Regions from separate parts of the Mus musculus genome. Here region 2 is linked to region 1. Evidence: chromatin contacts called from public Hi-C data. All regions are on one chromosome and are shown on one strand. Each heading gives the region's core, a stretch centred on a gene start, on an enhancer-like site or on the middle of the called end of the contact. The rest is flanking DNA. Distances are from core to core; before and after follow the strand shown.

Evidence for each region. A called contact is a pair of places that touch in the nucleus more often than the background predicts.
Region 2: a contact with region 1 is called in a Hi-C map of double positive thymocytes, with 2.3 times the contacts expected there. The contact joins the promoter of Brwd3 here to the enhancer-like site in region 1. A contact is called at or near these places in 10 of 484 Hi-C or Micro-C datasets (the AML12 cell line, the C10 cell line, Th1 cells and 5 more), 1 of 115 datasets of contacts at active chromatin or transcription factors (extraembryonic endoderm stem cells) and 2 of 9 other capture datasets (adipose tissue and pancreatic islet).

What each region holds. Positions count from the first base shown.
Region 1 is chrX:108,763,930-108,766,723 of GRCm38.p6, forward strand. It overlaps Brwd3 (bromodomain and WD repeat domain containing 3), which reads right to left. Exons shown (of 41, transcript NM_001081477.2): 25 at 1,201-1,308. Among named protein-coding and RNA genes, the nearest start is that of Brwd3, 69 kb to the right of the region's middle. Within about 2 kb of position 1,537, at least 4 of the 459 cell types and tissues checked have an H3K27ac peak or open chromatin away from gene starts, as enhancers often do. A contact at or near this core is called in double positive thymocytes, where this site is marked.
Region 2 is chrX:108,832,938-108,835,637 of GRCm38.p6, forward strand. It overlaps Brwd3 (bromodomain and WD repeat domain containing 3), which reads right to left and starts at 1,409. Exons shown (of 41, transcript NM_001081477.2): 1 at 1,162-1,409; 2 at 971-1,029; 3 at 740-769; 4 at 277-336. The coding sequence starts at 1,192. 2810403D21Rik (RIKEN cDNA 2810403D21 gene) reads left to right here and starts at 1,541. Exons shown (of 5, transcript NR_015493.2): 1 at 1,541-1,748.

The sequences.
Region 1 (2,794 bases), core at 287-2,786:
CCATTTTCATCTGATTCTGAAGAAATAAGCAGGCAGTAGAGTTAATCCGATAAAAGATGACTTGAAATTTTAATACCTAAAAACATTCATATTCTATCTGCAAATGTCTAAGCTAAATATCTAGTTGAATTTCCAGACTTTTTTTTTGTCCTTCAACACAAACAGCAACTATTCATTTCCCACAGAAAATCATACTAAAACTGCCCTTTGTTTTTTATCAAGTCAGAACAAAAACACAAATAAAACTCAAATAGGAAAGATACACACCTATGCCGGCCTGAACATATTTTATATCTGACAAAGAATGAATTCATAGTATCTGACATCAAATTCTTCAACATAAAATAACTGTATCTTACTTGATGTTATGAAGCAATGTACGTATATTAAGAGATGATCCCACAGAATACAAGCCTCTAAGCTTCTTGTGCTTTCTGATATTTAACCTCACTATGAGAGCCATGAGAATGTCTGCAGTTCACAGGGTTTATTCTGGAATGTACACAACTGTTGCTAGGGAAAATACTCAAAATGAGGAAATATCAGCATTTCTGAAGCTGAGGGATGGCAAAAACAAGAGGACCCAAAGCTTACAGAAAAATGGGGCAAATAAGAGAACACACAGTCTAAAACTTGTTTTAACACTTATTTCATGTGTATGCCTGCTTTTTGCCTGAGTGTGTGTTGGTACCGTGTGTGAATGTCTGCTGACTGTGGGGGCCAGACACAGACATCAGATCCCTTGGAACTGGAGTTACTGATGGTTCTAAGCCATCACGTGAGTACTGGGAACTGAATTCAGGTCCTCAGTAAGTGCTCTTAACCATGGAGTGTTCTCTCTAGGCCCATAACATATTTATTTTTAAATTACTGTTCTATTTTGTATTGTTTGATATTGAGTCTCACACTATATAGGTTAGGCTGCTTTGCAATTCACTCTGTAGTCAAGGCTGGCTTCACTTCCCAGCAATTCCCCTTCAGTTTCCCACCATTTAAGATTATAGGCATGAAGCACTATACCCTAGCAGACAAATTTTAAGAAATATATATTGTCCATTCTATAAAACAGCATGCAATAATTAATTTTGGTTATACACCACCACCAAAATATCCATGAAACTGAGACACAGAAAAAAAAGCTTAAAGCAACTTAATCCTCAAACTCTTTCAATTGAATTCTTGCCTACTAGGCAAACTTACCCTGAGATCCATTTTGTTCCATGGCTGTTTTTGTAAATTAACACTATAGATTTTTGATTTCCTTACAGCTCGCACATAAGCTTCATGTCCTTGTCGAAAGTAAATAAGCTGAAACAGAAAATGATGTACCACACAATCATATTCTATTTTAACATTACACATAAAATACTCACAATGAAAAATTCTTTTTCCTGATCAAATGATGTTCAGTCAACCCTACCCCTGTGCTGTTTTTACACTGCATTAAATACTATATGCAGTCTTTCCCTCCCAAGCAGCTGCAAAAGTCAACTGAAGAAAAGAGAAGCCTGTGAGAGAGAAAAACAGGTCTCAAGGAAGGGGGAGGGGAGGGCAATAAGACACCTGTGACATTAAAGAAGAAAGATGAATACTAAGAGTGGAAGGGTCCAAGGGGAGAATTAGGGCAGGAAGATGTGAGAGATAAGAATGGGAGGGGGAATCAACCAAAACATAACATTCTTGAAAGTGTTGTAGGGAAAGCTACTATGTACCATGATGCTTTAAAATGTAGATATTTAGAATACTACTTATAAGCTTAAACAATTTGTTGAAATGTAACCAGTTTTGTGTACATCCATCATGATTTTTTTCCTAAAGTGAAGCTGCCTAAAAAAATGACAACATACAGTATTTAAATGAAATAATTTTAAAGATAAATTGAGAGAGTTCTGTTGTAAGTGTTCATGTCAGCACTAGCTGACCACTGAAGAAAATGAATTCCCCTCTGAGCCCCTTATGGTCTTACAGCCACAGTGACAGCCCTTGAGGCAAGTTCTCGTCTCCTTGTCCTCAATGCAATGCTAAGTTGTCAGTTCTCCATTCTCAAATGCAGGGGTTGGCTGTGACTCTGAACACACACACACAGAGTCTCACAAACACCCTCCCAGCCCTCCCCTCCTTGCCACACACATAGATCTGGGACCTTACTGGGGAAATATTATCATTGTAGATACAATCACTCAATGAAGAGTACTTGACCTCACAGCAGATGTAGGTGATCCCTAAACTAGTGACTGTCCCCATAAGAATGTTGGATACAGAGAGAGCTAGAGGGAAGACTGCCATGTGAAGGTAGGACAGAAACTGAAGTAATGCTGCCACAGGAGGAGGAACACCAAGGACTCTGAGGAGCACCAAAAGCTAGGGGGGGATTAGATTTGGGAGAGAACACAATTTTACCAATGCTATAGTTTAGAAGTTTACCTTTCAAACTGGTGAAAGGATAAAGTCTTACTCTATAAGCACCAAAAAATACATGAACATACTCTATCAATCAAAATGGCAAAACAATTTAAACATTACTAAAATAAAAAACATATAAATTAAAGATCTAAACTAAACACATTGTTATATATTCATTCTAATACTCAATATGGACAAAACATATAAGTACAAGATACCAGGTGAAATTGTAAGGTATTAAAATGTAATATTTCTCTTTAAGGGAAAGTAGTATAATGCGCGCGCGCGCGCACACACACACACACACACACACACACACACACACACACACTCTCACACAATATAGTTGTGAAAGGTCATATAAAAAGCAGTATGGGCAAACCAGAATTTC
Region 2 (2,700 bases), core at 159-2,658, 69 kb after region 1:
CCTTCTCCGCTGTTTGTAACACAGTCCTAAAGCACAACACAGCACCTCTGAAAACCAACTCACATTCTTCAAAGTTTTGGGGTGAAAATAAGCAAGGCTAGAGCAGGGCAAGGTACCCTTTCCGACACGCTGGGAGGGGGAAGGGGCAGTCCTTCGAACACCGAACAGCAGGCTCGGGGAGCTCTAAGGGCTGAAGGGCCAGGGGCGGTTGGGGGCACAAGGTGGGGAGGGAGTGGAAAAAGAGTTGGGCTAAGTTGAAACGAAAAGTTTACTAACCAGATCCTCGAAGCTTCTTCGGTGCTCTTTCCCTTCCCAGTCTAAGCGGCGCGGAATCAGCTGGGGGCCGGAGGAAAAGAAAAGGGGGGGGGGTGAAGGAAAAGCCTCTGCTCCCCAGCAGCAGCACCCAGCCTGGAGCCTAATCCTAGACCCTTTAACATTTTCATTTCTCCAGTCCCGACAGCTACTGCCGCTGTGCCGGGGGTTGGGGGTGGGGGGGGGCAGGCCAAAGGGAAGGAAATCCTGAAAAAACACCTCCCGCAGGAATAAAAGGCAGCGAGTTTAGACCCCTGCGTTGTCCGCCCCTTCTAAGCAAAGAACCCGATTTACCCCAAGTGACAACAGCCCCAAGTGTCCAGCTCGAAGGCTCCCTCCGGGCCCCTGCCCTCGGCCCCTGACCTACCTTACCCTTCCTCCAGGTTCTCCCCAGCCCTCCCCACCTCTTCCCAAAAGGGGTCCATACCTGATGCTCTTCGAGCTCTTGCACTAGCACCTGGGGAAGAGGGACACAGGGATGTGAAAGCAGATTGGGGCGCCAACCCATTCCTCCCTCCCCACTTCCAACACAGCCGCTGACTGTAGGAGTAATCGCGGCCGGCCTTTCCCTCACCCTCCAACTGCACTGCTCACCCAGTGCCTCAATTTCCCCAATGGGACCATTCCCCAACACTCCCAGATATCCTTTCCCTCTCACCTGAGCGGATTTGTTACAGGGTCCGGACTGCAAGAACCTTGCGATCAGGTAATACAGCTCTAAAGAAGGGGTTGGGGGTGGGGGGAGACGTTGAGAGAGAGGCAAGGAAAAGAGATACAAGCTTTTTAAAAAAAATCTGACAGCAGTCGCGCAAAGCCCCCATCCCTTTTGCCCCCGGCTCAGCTACCCACCGGCTTCGATCTGGGTAGGTGCCGCCGCCATCCTTTTCCCGAGGGGGTTTGGGGGCTTCGCTCAGGAGGGCTGGCGGGGGCGGGTGGGGGCGCTGCCTCTATTGTGGTGAAGCCCCCATGCTTGGGAGTCCCGCCGCTTCCGCCGCACTCTTCGTCCCAGTTTCGGTCTCTCTCGGATTCATCGCATCACGTTTCGACCCATAGATATTCTAGCCCAAGAGCTGAGGAGGCGGAGGAGGAAGGAGAGCAAGAGAGAAGGAGAGGGAGGAGCTGAAGTCGCCGAGGGGTGGGCGGGGGGAGAGGGGTGGGCGGGGGGAAAGGGGTGGAGCCATAGAAAGAAGGAGGGGGGAAAAGGGAAGGGAGCCGCTTGCAAAGCTCCAGGCTGGCCGCCAGAGGCACTAAGGCGGCCGCCTAGTTCCAGCAGCTAAGCCGGCCTGGGGTTGCCTAGTTACTGCCCAGAGAACAAGGAAGAGGTTCTAAATGCAGGCAGACGCTCTGGCAATCTTCGTCAAACTCTGTGGTGGCGTTGGCGTCCTAGAGCTCCGGAGTTGCTTACCCTTCCTGTAAGGGCAATCGGACCCTTTCCGGTGAGGGAACCTCTCTCCAGACATGATCAAGAGAAACTGGCGAGGGACTGACATGATCTAGCTTACCTTGGGTCACCGAACGGATTTGGTTTGTTTGTTCTTTCTCTACCCCAAGAAAAAGTCGCTAGCTACTGCAAGGTTTTGTTTTCAAACAAGGAACAGCATGCCAAAAGAAAGTGCTGCGCCTACCTGATGAGCAAGGGAATAATATTCTTCTAGAAAACTTCTTGTAGTAGTATCAAGTCTCCCCTTGATTCTGATAAACATTGCGCGCGAAGTTTACACTTTAAGGAGGAGGCCGTTTCCCCCTTCTGAAAAGGTCAACAAGCTCTTTCTTCTCAATTCCTGTAGGATAAGTTGGAACGCTGTTTTGAAATTCTGCCAAAACGTTTTTAAAGTTCTTAACTATTCATTGAAATTTGGATAGAAATGATAGTTTGGTTTGGTTTGTCTTTGAAGTGATATTCTCTGACTTGCTGTCACTATGTATCTATCCAAGGCTCCCCTGGAATTCCATGTCAATCTTCCTGCCTCAGCTTCCCTAGTGCTCATGTGGCAGGCATGTGTCGCCACTCCGGTTGACAAAAAGTCTTTTTTCCACTACCTTGAGACTACAATTGTTTTCATGTATAACTTTAACTCTTAGCACAGCGCTGATTTGATCAAAGGATTTGTATAATAATTGACAGTTTGAGGAAACTGGTTCACTTCCCCAATTTCTCTTAGCATCCCGTTCTCAGGATGTTACTTTGAACAGAATTCATAGAAACAAAACATGATGGGAAAACAAGTACTATTTGAATTGTGTACATTATTTGCTTTGAAATACTCAAATTTGAAGGTTCACATTAATGTATGGCTATAGTGGGAGTTTGGTTTTCAGACTCAGGGAGCTCGGTGATTAAACCACATTGGGCATAGAATTAAATTTAATTCAATTCATAAACTTAAC